2 separate regions of the Pelodiscus sinensis genome follow, and region 2 is linked to region 1. The links are chromatin contacts, called in public Hi-C maps. All regions are on one chromosome and are shown on one strand. The core of a region is the stretch at or near the end of the contact, and the rest is flanking DNA. Distances in the headings are between cores, read along the strand shown.

Evidence for each region. Hi-C and Micro-C count contacts between places; a contact is called where the count stands out from the background.
Region 2: a contact with region 1 is called in a Hi-C map of blood, with 12 times the contacts expected there. The contact joins the promoter of LOC102458375 here to the promoter of LOC102463292 in region 1. A contact is called at or near these places in 3 of 5 Hi-C or Micro-C datasets (blood and liver).

The regions. Positions count from the first base shown.
Region 1 is chr19:11,549,484-11,556,567 of ASM4963464v1, forward strand. It overlaps LOC102463292, which reads right to left and starts at 2,446. Exons shown (of 45, transcript XM_075902263.1): 1 at 2,307-2,446; 2 at 1,421-1,489; 3 at 1,252-1,335; 4 at 1-513.
Region 2 is chr19:11,792,406-11,799,489 of ASM4963464v1, forward strand. LOC102458375 (adhesion G protein-coupled receptor E1) reads left to right here and starts at 3,281. Exons shown (of 19, transcript XR_012896649.1): 1 at 3,281-3,570.

The DNA of each region.
Region 1 (7,084 bases), core at 1,196-3,695:
GGAACCCAGGAGTCCTGACTACCAGCAATCTCCTCCAAGCTCACCCCCCTTTGGAGCTGGGAACAGAGCCCAAGTCCTGGCGGCTAGCCTGTCCTGCTCTAGCAACTATACCACACTGTCTTGCTGTGATCCAAGTGGCCGATCTTACGCTAGGGGGAGTGGCGGGAGATCTTGCAGTGAAGCTGAAGTTGAGTCAGTGGGTGAGAGATTGGCGCAATCATTACTTTGAGTCCTTTGAATGCCTTCTTCTCTGTGATGCATTACAAGGTCTCTGACCTTAGGATCTTGATGTGTTTGATTTCTACGCTGTATGTGGTTCACCCTCCGGCAATGGGTCTAGTGATGTAGTTATGGGGTGGTGGGAATCAGAGGGAGTGTACACGCAGGAAATGACATGCAACGTGTCTCCACAGCTCCACGATGTCCCCCATGCTGAGTTGCAGCGACTGGCCAAATGCCGTGGCTGGCAGGGGCAGCCCATAAAACCCCTGGCACACTTCATTTTGGGCAGCCCTAAGGAGAGAAGGATATTGGTGAGGAGCTGGCTCCCTGCAGCCAGCATCTGCCATGTGGCAGCATTTGTGCCCAGTGCTCCTGCCACCTGCCACATGAACAAACACAGACTAACATGTCTTCTCCACGTTGGGGTCAGTGCATCTTCCCTGTGCTCTATGGGAAGGGGGATGGAGAGACAGTCCCCAGGCAGGGCCCCTTTGCTTTCTGCATGGAGGATGGTATGTTAAGGGCTTATTTTCTCCTGAATTCTTGAGCTCTCATGAGCCAGTGGGACTTTCCTACAGGTGCCCCAAAGTTAGAAGTCCCAACACAGCACAGATCAGGGATCCGTCCAGTCCAGCAACCAGCCAGTGGGAATGGTAGCTCAGTTACCACATTCTCCGCTCTGGACCAGGCTTTACAACTGGACTGCATCTCCCATGATGCACCACAGCTTTGGAAGGATGGGCCTATAGTATTCCTGTCCCCTGGAGTACAGCAGCCCTAGCAGAATTTACAGGGAGATTCTTCATTGAGACAGAGCAAACCCTTGTCTCCTTGAAGGCTGCAGTGCCTGGTATCACCAGTAGGGGTCACCATCACACCTGGCTTAGTCAGGAGTGCTGAGTAAGAGTAAGGAAATTCCTTCCTGACCCCTCTGCTATGGGTATAAAACAATTATTCCGGAATAGCTAGCTCAGAAAACTTCTATGTGTAGACACTACCTATTTAAAATAAATATTCCAGAATAGGTACCTTGGTCCATTTCCATGTCTCCACAAGCCCTCGAGTCGTTGAGATGTTTCCAAATCAATTGCGGTTTTTTTCAGAATTTCCACTCTGTGGAAAATTTCAGCCTCACTTAGAATCCTTCACGATCATCCCAAAAGCTTTCAGGGCTCGGGAGACACTGAGCCAGCCCCACCTGCATGGCATCCAGCGCCAGCCGCAAGTTCTCCTTCTCTGTTGGCTCCAGGTTGTGTTTTACCAGCTCCTAAAGAGGAAATAAGCAAGGATGGATTTTACCAAGTCAAAGGAATTTCTGGTTCCTCCAGCAAGTGGTGCCAGCGTTCCTCAACTCCCCAAAGTGAAGCTTCGTGGGACAGAACTAGGACCCTAAAATATTGGGGTCTGTACATGATTAGGTATATTACGGTAGTACCTTGGAGCCTCAGACGGGTGAAGATATGCTGGGAACAGTACATTACTTTAGGTGCCGTGTCTTGGAACCCTATACAGGGGCCATGGCAAGGCAAAGGGACCACAAAGATGGCCCTGCCCCAAACAGACTGAAGCTGACCTCAGGCATTGATGGAACAGCTGACCGGACTCAGCGAGTACTGACAAGCCAAGCGCCCTGTAGGGTTTCTTTCCCCGAAGGTGGTCATAGTTCTGCCTACTTTATGGAGGGAAACTGAGGCACGGGGCAGGGAAAGGACTTGCCCACGGTCACACAGCAGGCCAATGGCACAGCCAGGAATGGGACCCAGGTGTCCTGACCCCCAGACCCCACTTCCCTCCCTGAGCTAGAAATAGATCCCAGGAGTCCTGACCCCCAGCCCTCTGCACAGCCCCCTGGATCAGGGCCCTTTGCCCCCCCCCCATCTCCCAGCCGCGAGCAGATGGCATTTCAGCACCCGTGGCAGGGGCACCAGCAGTGGGAAGCGCCCATCGCTGGGATCACCCCTGCGCTATAGGAAGGGAGGGGCAGGGGGAGATGCCCCCCGCGCAGGGCCCTCAGAGGGGCCCCCAAACACCAGCCCCAGCCCTACGCGGTGGGACCCTGCCTGAGCGAGGACTGTGAAACTCACCCACCCTGGGACCCAAGCCCCCGGCCCCCGGGACCCACGACGCCCCCCAGCACCGCCGGCCAAGCCCTCAGGCACGGCGGGGGGCGGGAGACTCGGCGCGCTCCCCCGCCGCTGATTGGCTGGGGGGCCGAGAGCGCGCGCGCGCGAACCTTCCCGCTCCCCCGCCAGGGGCGCGCGGCGCCTGAGGGAACCGCCAACCGTTCCAAACGGCTGGCGGTTTCCTCCAGGCGCCGCGCGCCCCTGGAAGGCGGGGAGGAGGGGGGAGGGACTTTGTGCCCAATCAGCGAGCGAAGTTTCCTCCTCCCTCCCTCCCCCCCCCCCCCCGAGAGGCCCCGCCCCTTTCCCCGCAGAGCTGCTCCCTGTAGCAATGAGCTACTGATAGGGAGGCGTGTAACCAGCTGCTAGTGTCAGACCTTGCTACCAAAGGCAGCGCAGCCCTGCGGGCAGTAGCGACATGCCTATGAAGTGCAAGGAATGGCTATTGTAAAACACTCCCCATCTAGCAAATTCCTGTAGACCCAGTCATTGGCATCATGTCTCAGTCCTCTCACAGGGCTCCAGCACAGAGTAGAGCACAGGAAACAGCTTCTTGTGTCTTGCTTCCAGCACTGACTTTTGCTTTTTTGGTGGAGTTTTACACTGTCCACTGGTCTTTAGCTTGTGGTCCAAAGCACTTGCAAACTCCTCCCCATAGATTATGATTCACAACCTTTATAGGTATCAGAGGGGTCGCTGTGTTAGTCTGAATCTGCAAAAGCAGCAAGGAGTCCTGTGGCACCTTATAGACTAAGGCTGTGTCTAGACTGCATCCCTTTTCTGTAAAATGGATGCAAATTAGACACATCGCAATTGCAAATGAAGTGGGGATTTAAATCCCCCCACTTCGTTTGCATAAACATGGCTGCCACTTTTTTCCGGCTCGGGGCTTCGCCGGAAAAAAGCACCAGTCTAGACTGGGATCTTTCGGAAAATAAAGCCTTTTCTGAAACATCCCTTATTCCTTTTTTTTAAAATGGAGATGTTTGAGGCTGCTCAAACATCTCCAGAGTGGAGAGAGTCTTTAGCTTTCTTCGGTGCCGGGGACTGGGACCGGTGCCCTGGCGCTGACTTCCTCGGTGCCGTGGTGTGGGATAGGGCGGAATGGGTGTCCTGCACGGATGCCGGTGCACTACACACTGAAGCTTCCCCTTGAAGTGCCGATTCCATCAGGAGCAGCTTTAGGTGTGAATCATGCTCTCTTTTGGTGCGAGGCTAAAAACCCCGGCAGATTTTGCAGGAGTCCTGTGAGATGAGACTCCCCCATGCACTGGAGGCATTCGCGGTAGGGGTCTCCTATAGGCATAGGCTTAGTGGAAGCCGCACAGAATTTGAAGCCCTGCCGGCCTCGCATCACTGTTGTTCCCCTCCCCCACCCCCTTCCCCGCATGGGAGGGGGGGAGTGTAAAATTGTATCTATGAAGTACTTAACAACCACTTAACAACTATAACTACTTAACAACAGGTGTCAAGTATCAGAGGGGTAGCCCTGTTAGTCTGAATCTGCAAAAGCCAGGAGGAGTCCTGTGGCACCTTATAGACTAACTGAAGTGTAGGAGCATAAGCTTTCGTGGGCAAAGACGAAGTGGGTCTTTGCCCACGAAAGCTTATGCTCCTACACTTCAGTTAGTCTATAAGGGTATGTCTACACTACAGCGCTAATTCGAACTAACTTAGTTCGAATTAGTTAATTCGAACTAAGCTAATTCGAACTAATGCGACTAGAACTAAAAACTAGTTCGAATTAGTGTTTTGCTAATTCGAACTAGCATGTCCACATTAAGTGGACCCTGAACCGGGCTTAAGGATGGCCGGAAGCAGTGCCGGCAGGGCATCAGAGGAGGACTTAGAGCGTAGAGATGCTGTCTCAGGCTAGCCGAGGGCTGCGCTTAAAGGGACCTGACCCCCACCCCGGACAGACAGTTCTCAGGGGTGCCCCGCTTGAAAACCAGTCCTGGCTTGGAGTGCCCGGAGTGCCCACACTGGGCACATCACAGCACTCGGCCATCAGCCCGGCTGCACTTGCCGCAGGCTGCCATCTGGGGAGAGGGGGCAATTGGGGGGCTGCAGGAGAGCTTCCACCACCAGAAGCCCGCAGAGCCAGCCCAGTCCTCCCCATCGGGGGCTCGTACCCCATTCCTCCCTCACCTCCTTCCACTTGCCCTTCCCTAGCCCCTTTTCTTGATGTACAAAATAAAGGACAATTGTGTTCAAAAATGGAATCTGTCTTTATTGAACAAAACTGGGGGAGACTGGGAAAAGGAGGTGGGAGAGGGGAAGAGAGAGGCTGGGAGAGGGGAGGGCAACTACAATGATCAGGGGTTGGGAACAGGTCCCATATGAAGAAAGGCTAAAGAGACTGGGACTTTTCAGCTTAGAAAAGAGGAGACGGAGGGGGGACAGGATAGAGGCCTCTAAAAGCAGGAGTTGGGTGGAGAGGGTGCATACAGAAAAGTTCTGGCACGGGCACTGTAGCCAGCCCGTGCCCCTTTAAGGGGTCCGGGGCCAGGAGGGGGGCAATAGAGTTTCCCTGGTGTTGGCCAGAGTGGCCACCAGGGAAAGCTGGGGAGGGCTAGCCTCCCACTAGTTTGAATTAAGGGGCTACACACCCCTTAATTCGAACTAGTAAGTTTGAACTAGGCTTAGTTCTCGTAGAATGAGGTTTACCTAGTTCGAACTAAGCGCTCCGCTAGTTCGAATTAAGTTCGAACTAGTGGAGCGCTAGTGTAGCGCCTATGAAAGTTAGTTCGAACTAACGTCCGTTAGTTCGAACTAACTCTGTAGTGTAGACATACCCTAAGGTGCCACAGGACTCCTCGCCGCTTTAACAACAGGAACAGCCAACAGGCAACGAAAAACTAGCTGGGATCTGCAGGAGACAGCAAGCTTCAATGACCCCCACAGGCAGTAAGACGGAACTGAGGAAGGGGAGGGCCAGCAGGGGTACTTATGCTCCGCTATAGCGGCGCTACTCCAGGGGGCAACCTGCCAGCCCAACGGGTACCGCTGGGGAAAAAAGGCTCCGGGAACCAGGCACACGGCATGCACGCACCTTATTCGAATGGACATGAGCAACACATCTCGAAGAAGAAGCAATATTGCCCCTCTCCAGGGGCTTAAGACAAAAAGGGGAAGGGGTGGCAAGAGACTGAATTTGAGGAACCAGGAATTCATAAATCCACAAATCCTGCAATGTGACTCTCATTCCCTTCAAGTGGCCTTCACAACAGCGTCCTGCCTTAGCGGTGGTGAGTGGCTGATAGATTTTTGCCACTTTTTTAGCCACTTCTTTCTTCTCCACTCACATCCTGTGGGCACGGTTTGAGGGCTCAAAGGAATCTGGCAAGCCTGTGCCACAGTGTCTCTACCACTTCTCCCAGCTCTGATCATTTAAATTGGGGAGGAGGAGCTTTTTTGGGGGGTCGCTGACCCTCAGAAAAATCAATCATAGGCCACATACAAGTGAGAAGCAATAAAAACCTGAAAAAACAAAAAACTCCTCACTATCCCAAAAACCCCTCTCATAGATGTGGCCTCCTATTGAGAAACCGGGGAGGGGGAAAGACATTCATCTCCCTACCTTCCAGGTCCACCTCAGAGCGGAGGAGTTCTCAGAAGAGAAGGAACCCGACATTTCTTCTGAACTTTGCTGCAGTAAGGTCCCTCCCTGCTCTGCTATGGAATGACCCTCACGTCCGGTTCTGTGTGAAGGCGCGGTCATGGGGCCCAGCCAGGCAGGGCTCTCGCAGCCTGTGTTCGCAGCATTAGCCCTCAGGTGACCTGAGGTAAATGCATCACAGCTGACTTTGTGCTCTGCTGCTACGGGATGGCTGTGATGACCAAGAACCCCAGTGGGGAGAAAAAGGGGCAGGCTGAGAGAGAAAAGAGTCCACCTACTATGATAAACCCCCTTCCGTTCAGCTCTGCGAGGGTTAACACGGCATGCAGCATCAATCTTTCATTGGTGCAGCTTTTGCTGCCTTATCTCCCTGCCAGAGCTCAGCTTCCCTCCTGGGTTTCTTGCCACATCCCCTTCTTATCACCCTGGGGCTGGATGGTGACATCTTGTGAAAGAAAGAAACACCCATTTGAAGCCACAAGTCCGGGTGCTAAGAGGCCAATGCATGAGAACCAAGAAACACCCATAAGGGGTGGGGGGCTGAGGGTTTGTCTACACTGCAACCAGGAAGTGTGATGGCAGCAATCCTAGACATACTTGAGCCGGTGCTGGAATGGTACCAGATTGCGCTGGCTCATTCTTCTAGCATCTTGGGGGAGCCGGAATGACACCTGGAGATGCTTTCATTGCAATTCGCCCACTACATGCCCTCCTGGTCCGAGTCAGCTTTATCTAGCAAGATCTCTGCTAGCTAGAGTCACAGCTGTGATGTCCTGTCAGCTTGGGCGGATGCTGCTCAGAAAGACACCCTGGCTCCTGGGCAAGCAGCAGAGAGCCACCTGCTCCTCCAGCGAGCTGTTGTGGGTCTGCAATCCCATGTTCCCAGCTGCACCATATCCGGTTTCTATACAACCCCTGTGAATGGGCTGGTGACAGGCTCTGAGTCCCCACACCACTTCCTTTACCCAGAGGCCTCCCTGATCTCAAGCGCTCCCCTTGCAATCGACAGAGCCCTCGGAACCCCAACAAGGCTGGGCCTAGGATTCATAACAGCAACTGATTTTTAAAAATAATAAGGAAAACCAGGGAAGTGAAAGGAAAACAGGTCGCCCTGCTCTGTGGC
Region 2 (7,084 bases), core at 2,031-4,530, 240 kb after region 1:
TGTCTGCACTGGCTGCTTGAATTTCCACAAAAGCACTGACTTCCTACTGTAAGAAATCAATGCTTTTTGCGGAAATACGATGCTGCTCCCGTTCGGGCAAAAGTCCCTTTTGCACAAAACTTTTGTGTAAAAGGGCCGGTGTAGACAGCTGAGATTTGTTTTCCACAAAAAAGCCCCAATCGCGAAAATGGCGATCGGGGCTTTTTTGCGCAAAAGCGCGTCTAGATTGGCCAGGGACGCTTTTCCACAAAAAGTGCTTTTGCTGAAAAGCATCCGTGCCAATCTAGACGCTCTGTTCCAAAAATGCTTTTAACGGAAAACTTTTCCCTTAAAAGCATTTTCGGAAAATCATGCCAGTGTAGACGTAGCCCTACTGAGACACGGCCTGAACCCAACAGGCTCCCAGACTGGCCCAGAATGAAAGGGGAGAAATAAAGATACAGCGAGGGGTGGGGACTGAGCCAAAGTCAGTGCTGACCAGAAGAGAATCCGGATCTGCAGCATCTAACCCTGTAGCCATTGGTCCTCCCAGCCTGTGAATCAAAGCAGTTGGCTATTTGAGAGGTGGGGCTGCCACTGGACGCTGCAGGGGCTGGCCAGGCACCCACCCCCCTCTCCTCCCAGTTGCACCTTTTGGGCTTTGCACAACAAAAGTACCACAATGCGTGACGCCCAGCTCCGCACCACCTGCTACTCTGGCTGCATCCGAAGTAGAGCGCAGTGAGCAGCAAGCGAGGACTCCCCGTGATTTAAAGGGATACTGCGCTGTGCCTGGATACTGCCAGCCAACCACCCCCACCCCAGAGCCCTCTGCCCTGGGTGGAACATCCTAAGCCGATGTCTCTGCTGACGCTTCGTTCTGAGTTTCCCCTCCTCGGCCTGAAACAAAATGCTTAAAAACGCCCCCTCCCCCACCATGCCAGAAAGGTCGCTCCTCTTCTTGCCTCTCTCAGAACTTCCTGCTCCCAGGCCACCCCCCTCAGAGGTTGGCATCGCTGTGCCAGGCACAGGGCAGCTCTGAGGTGGGCTGGCCCGGGGGCAGCAGGAATTAGTGCTCTCAAGCATGGAGCCCTCCTAGGGTGCATGTGGCACTTTCTATTTCAAAGCAAGTCAGGGCCCACTAGTCCCCATTTTACAGATGGGGAAACTGAGTCACAGAGTGGCACAGACCTGCCGAAGGTCACGCAGCAGTGCCAGGAATACAGCCCAAGTGTCTGCAGGCTGGAGGCCGTGGCTGAGCCCTGAGCCCATCCTGCCCCTTGTGCAAGCTGCTTCCGTTCCACGTCTCGGCCCGTGACCCAGGGGAAATGCTGCGCCTGTGACCAACTCAGCACATTTCTTAAGTGGGACGCTCCCTGTGTTGTCAACTTCCCCAGTCTCATGGGTGCGGGGAAGCTTCTTGCTCTAGCTCTGCTGACCTCTTGGTCCCCTCCTGGCCTGATCCTGGCTCCGCACACGGACTTTACAGAATTGGTTCCCCCTTCCCCAGCAGAGAAAAACCGGGGCCGGACCTGCCTTCCAGGACTGAACCCAATTGCAATGGCCATTTTCTTGGCTGTGCCTGCACCTCCAGGGACTGCTCCCCATCCTGTCACCTGCCTCACAGCTTCCTGCCTGCTCAGCCCCCGGTCTGGCTCTCCGGGGCCGGTAGCGCTCACATCTCACAGCTGTCGCCCTCCAGACTAGCCAGGCCATACGCAGCTGGGCACAGAATGCAGCGATCTGTGGAGTCTGCTCTTAGCAACGTGTCCTCAGAGAGAAGCCCAATGATGGTGGAAAACGTCCCGGCGGAACCACAGGCTTCTGAGCTACAACGCCATTCAGCCGCCCCTCCCCTGGAATCCACACCCTGCGTGTAGGGCTTTGCCGCACCAGGCCCTCCCCTGTCCATTGCTGTCCCCCCTTTCCCTTAGCTCTGGCTGCATCCACAGAGCCTTCTCTTTGCTCAGGCAAGACAACACCCCAGCCATGCTGTTATATTGGTGCCTCGCAGCCAAAGACATCAGAACACTGTTCTCAGTTAGTATTGCCCCATTTCACAGCAGGGGAAACTGAGGCACAGAGTAGTGGCGACTTGCCCCACGCAGCAAGCTAGTGGCTGAGATGAGACTAACAAGTAAACCACTTGAGTCCCAATCTCATCGTGGGATCTCTCGATCATGCTCTCGGCGTTAGGAACACACCCCAAGAGACCCACTCGGATAACTAGAGTATATTCCCACAGCGGGGCTTCTGGGTTCCTTTCCCTGAGTCCCAACCATGTGCTCTCCCCACTAGGTACTACTCCCCTCCTAAAACTGGGAAGAGATGCCAGGCAGGGCTAGAGGGAGGTGTGTGCAGTCAGTTCCCCCCGCACATGGCCCTGGACTTTATTATTGGTCCCTCCTGCCCAGGTGGTGTGTTCTACCTGAGGCATCTCCCGACGCTGCAGGCTGTGCATGGTGGATGCAGCCACCTCGCCCAGTGGAGGCACCAGCCTGCAGGAGAAGAGGAGGAGGCTACTGCTGGTGCCAGTATCTGAGGGTATCCTAGGTGGCCTGTCCCCTGCCCTCCTGGGGAAGCAGCCAGCGGAACCAGAGCCCCGGGCCACAGCGCCCTATTCACACACCGTACACAAATTATCACACCACCCTGTCCCCAGCCTCCCTCCCTGCCTTGGACTAGAATCCAAGGAAGAACTGAATGGGACAGCTCCCTCGGAACGGAAGCGTTTGGACTCTGCTGCACTTTTGTCTTGGGCCAGGGAAGAAGGAAGTTCCGACAAGGTCTCGTTTTTAACGTGCTCGGAGCCAGACGGTGCGAGTTTTCTTTTCCAAATGGACTCGCCTTCTGACGTTTGCGTTGATGTGACAGGCTGCGGTGTCATGCCAGGTCACATTTTCAAAGGCTCAAGGGAGATGAAAAGCCCATACTGAAAGGCAACATTTCGCTCAACCCCAAAACCATTTTTTTTTCCCCTCTGACTTTTTTTTTCCACAGAGAATTTTGGAAGTTTAATTCCTCAGTGGAATGAAAACAAATGTTGAAGTCATGAAGTCCTCCATCAAATGGAAGTTTCTTTCTTGAGACTGAATATTGATGCCTGTTATCTAACCACTGAGTGGTGCTGCCTTAGGAAGAGAACCCAGGTGTTCCAATTCTCCTTTCCTGCTCTACCTATTAGATCACTCTCTCCTACCCCCCCAGCTAGGAAGAGACCCAGGCATCCTGTTTCCTAGACCCATGCAAAGGCCAACCCCCTACCCACCTTCCCCACCCCACTTTCAGTTCCTAAATAGACAAGACTGCAACTTCCCCTGTGTTTCTTGTTAATAGTAGGGCTGCTATTTGGGGACACTGTTAATAAACATGTGATAGATGCCCAGAGATCACCCTGGGCAGAAGGAACAGGTCTGTTGCAAGAGGAACAGCGCTGAGCTGAAACACCGTGATAAAGAAGTGGCAGAAAAAACTGCCACTCAGCAAACTTCCTCTGCTAGAGGAGAACAGGATAAAATCAGTGCAGTTTCCTTGCCTGGCAGGAGAAGGCAGCAGCCACAATGAGGGTGCAGTTTATCACCCCCCTCGTAGGTAAGTGTGCAAGGAATTGGGTTATTTTCCTCCAATGGGGGCTTGAGAAAAACGCACCTTAACTTGAGGCCTGCGAGGGCAGGGACTGCCGTTTTGTGCGACCGTTCAGTGGGACCCACCTATGCTAAGGCAGGCAAGAGCCAGCCTGGATAGGGTTGCCAGATGGTTTAACCAAAAATACCGAACCGCCCCTCTTCCCCCCTCCCCCAAAAAAAAACAAGGGAAAAAAATTCTGTTGAGGAAAAAAAGGGGGGAGACCAAACTTGTTGAGGAAAAAAAGCCACCCCTGAGAGGACCCTGACAGTTAGTAAGCTACAAAATAAATTAAAAAACCAGCATGACCCCTTTAAGGCCCTTTGAGGCTTTTTTTTGGCCAGTGGCCATCTTGTTTTGGTGCCCCCAGCCAGAAGACAGCTCCCCGGTGGGACCACGTAAGCGGGAAGCCCTGGTCGGGGGGAGACCCGGGGGCTGAGCCTGGTTGCTGAGTGTAGTAGGGTTGCCAGGTGCCTGGTATTGTCGCCTCTAGGCAGGGGAAAATGATCAGAAAATACTGGACATTTTAGGCATCTAATATTTTCTGAATTTTTTTTACCAGAGAGGAGGTAAAAATACTGGACTGTCCGGGTCAATACCGGACACCTGGCAACCCTATGCCTGGATGCTAGCAGCATGGAGGCAGCGGGTGCACTGGGTGTATTATTGTGACTGTGGGCATCTGGTAGGCATGGAAAAGTCGAGCTGGGCTGGCGGGACAACAAGAAATGGGGAAACTCAGAGGAATGGACGTTCAGCGTTGGCCCCCTGCGGAAACCCTGAGGGCAGGTTGGGCTGGCTGGCCCCCGTACCAAAAGGAGGGGGAAGGTCCATGAGAAATCAGGACCTTGTGACTGACTGTCCCCAGGAGCGATGGGGAGAGGACAGCGCTCCCCGTCAGCCTGTGTGGCAGGCCAGGTAGGCTAATGAGGGGTCTTGTGCTCTGGGTGAGCTGGATTTGCCTGGCTCAGGCAGAGTGGGGCTGAGCTCAGGAGGGAGCTGAGTGGAGCCAGCCAGAGAGAGCCAGACAGTGCCTAGAGCAGGTCCCTGCTGGGAGCAGGGCTGCAGCCACGGAGCCAGAGGGCCCAGAGAAGCAGCCGGAGGCAGCCCAGCAGAGAGCTGAGCTGGGACTGGAGCAGCCTGGAACTGGGGCTGGTGAGGGGGGCTCTGGGCACCGGGCCCAGCCCAGGGAGATGCCCTCAGCTAGGTGGCCTCACAGGCAGCTGTGGGGCTGCCGCTGGGGAGAAGGGCCCTGCCCCCTTGAGCCTGAAGGCCAGAGCGAGTGTCCCACCTGCAGCAGCCCGGCGGCACAGCCAGGGCCTGGCAGGAGTCCTGGGACATGTGAGGAGCAGCCTGTGAACTGCCCTGACCCTCCAGGGCTGGGTGTGACGTCCCCTGCCACAGAGCAGGGTGGCCTGTTTTCCTCTCGCCTTCCCGGTTTTTATGTTTAAAAATTGCTGGGTGTGTTTGCTGTGAGCTATCAGTGATGAGCAGGGGAGGGGGGGGCAGGGAAGCCTCCGGTACAGGGAGAGGACCCCAGAATGGGGACACCCAGCCCCTGCGCTAAGTGACCTCAACGTTGGGGGTCGAGCCCCCCAGGAGTCCTGGGCCCCGCCTAGTTGTGGTTGAGGGGCTCTGCCACACAGGGGAGTGGAAGAGGAGCCCTCCAGCTCTGGGTAAAGGAAGTGGGAGCGGGGCCTCAGAGCCTTTCTCTAGCCCAGTGGTCACCAACCAGTCGATCGGGATCGACTGGTCGATCTTGGAGCCTCTGAGGGATGATCCTGATGGGTTTGACCAAGAGGCGATCAAGTGCCAGCACTTCAGCGGCCCTCCCCCCACGGCTGCGCTTCTCCTGCCCTTTGCCTTGGACTGTCCCCTCAGGAGCCCCCTGCTTACTGGGCAGGAAAGGGAGAGGAGGGTGCTTATGTCAGGGTGCCCCCTCTCCCACTCTGTGTCCTGTCTCCCAGAGCAGAGAGGGGGCACAACAGGTCTTGGGGGGGAGTTTGCTGGCTGCTTTTGGGAACGGAGCAAGGTCAGGGCAGGGGTGAGTCTGCCTTAGCCCCACTGCACCACCACCCAGGAGCCACCTGAGGAAAGCAGGGCCCTCCTGGAGCCCACATCCCGAAACCCTGCCCCCCTCCTGCACCCCAAGTCCCTACCCTAGCCCTGAGCACCCCTGCATCCAATTGCCCTGCTGGAGCCTGCACCTAGAACCCCATCTGCCTGTCACACCTGTCAGGTAACCCCTGTGTCCCCCCCTTCACTCCTGGTGTGGAGAGAATCTGTGCTGGGAAAGGCTGATGTCACAGCAAGTCCCTTCTGCTGCATGTCCCATTATTGCACCTGATATTTGATGGCTGGGGCAGGACCAGAAGGGGGTGATAAGCTGGGTGCAGGGAAGGACTTGAGTACAGGGGCTGGGCTGGTTAGTGGGGAGGGTGGGTCCCCACAACTCCACAGGCATGGGGGAGCCCAGGGGCCGGCTGACCTCTGCCCAGGACCTGGGAGACATTTACAGAGCTCTGAGCAGAGGCAGTGGTGGGGCTGGCCCTGGAGTTCCTCAGCCAGGACTCTGCTCCTGATCCACGCCCACACTGCCACCAGCATCTGCACCACACAGGCTCAGAGCGGGGTTGGCCTATGGGCTCACTGGGTGGGAGCAAAGTGTGGGGGCCTTCTCCCTCCTCCTTTCTCAGTCCTGCCTCAGCTCCCAGGAGCCTTTTCTCTCACCCCCCCCCACCCCCCCAGCGATATGATAGGATAGAAGCCTATAACATCATAACTAATGTGGAAAAACTGAATAAAGATGTTATTTACTCCTTCCCATAACATAAGAACTAGGGGTCACCAAATGAAATTAATAGGGAGCAAGTTTAAAACAAAGAAAAGGAAGGTTTTCTTCACGCAATGCACAGTCAACCTGTGGAACTCCTTGCCACAGGACGTTGCCAAGACCAGGACTTTAACAGGGTTCAAAAAAAAGAGCTAGATAAATTCATGGAGGTTAGGTCTATCAATGCCTATTAGCCAGGATGGGCAGGGATTATGACCCTAGCCTCTGTTTGTCAGTCCGGGAATGGGCGACAGGGGAGGGATCACTTGATGATTCCCAGTTCTGTTCACTCCCTCTGGGGCACCTGGCATTGGCTGCTGTTGGGAGACAGGATCCTGGGCCAGATGGACCCTGTAGTCAAGAGCGCCACCCTGATTGTCAGCGCCTGGGGACTGGTTCCTGAGGTAAATGCCTTGGGATTTGGCCCACAGAAGACTCGTTATTCTCATTATCGAGAGGTGATGCCTGGAGGGGGGAGGGGCACACAAAGGGTCACGTGCCCCCCAGGTCTCAGCTCCCCCATTTGCACAGAGATGTGCAGTGGAGGGTGCACCCCACAGTTTGAAAACTGTCGCCCCCTGCCAGGAGCCGGGGGATTGGAGGCTGCTGGGAGCCACCCGGCCTGCTTGGGTCCCTGGTTCTGTTGGG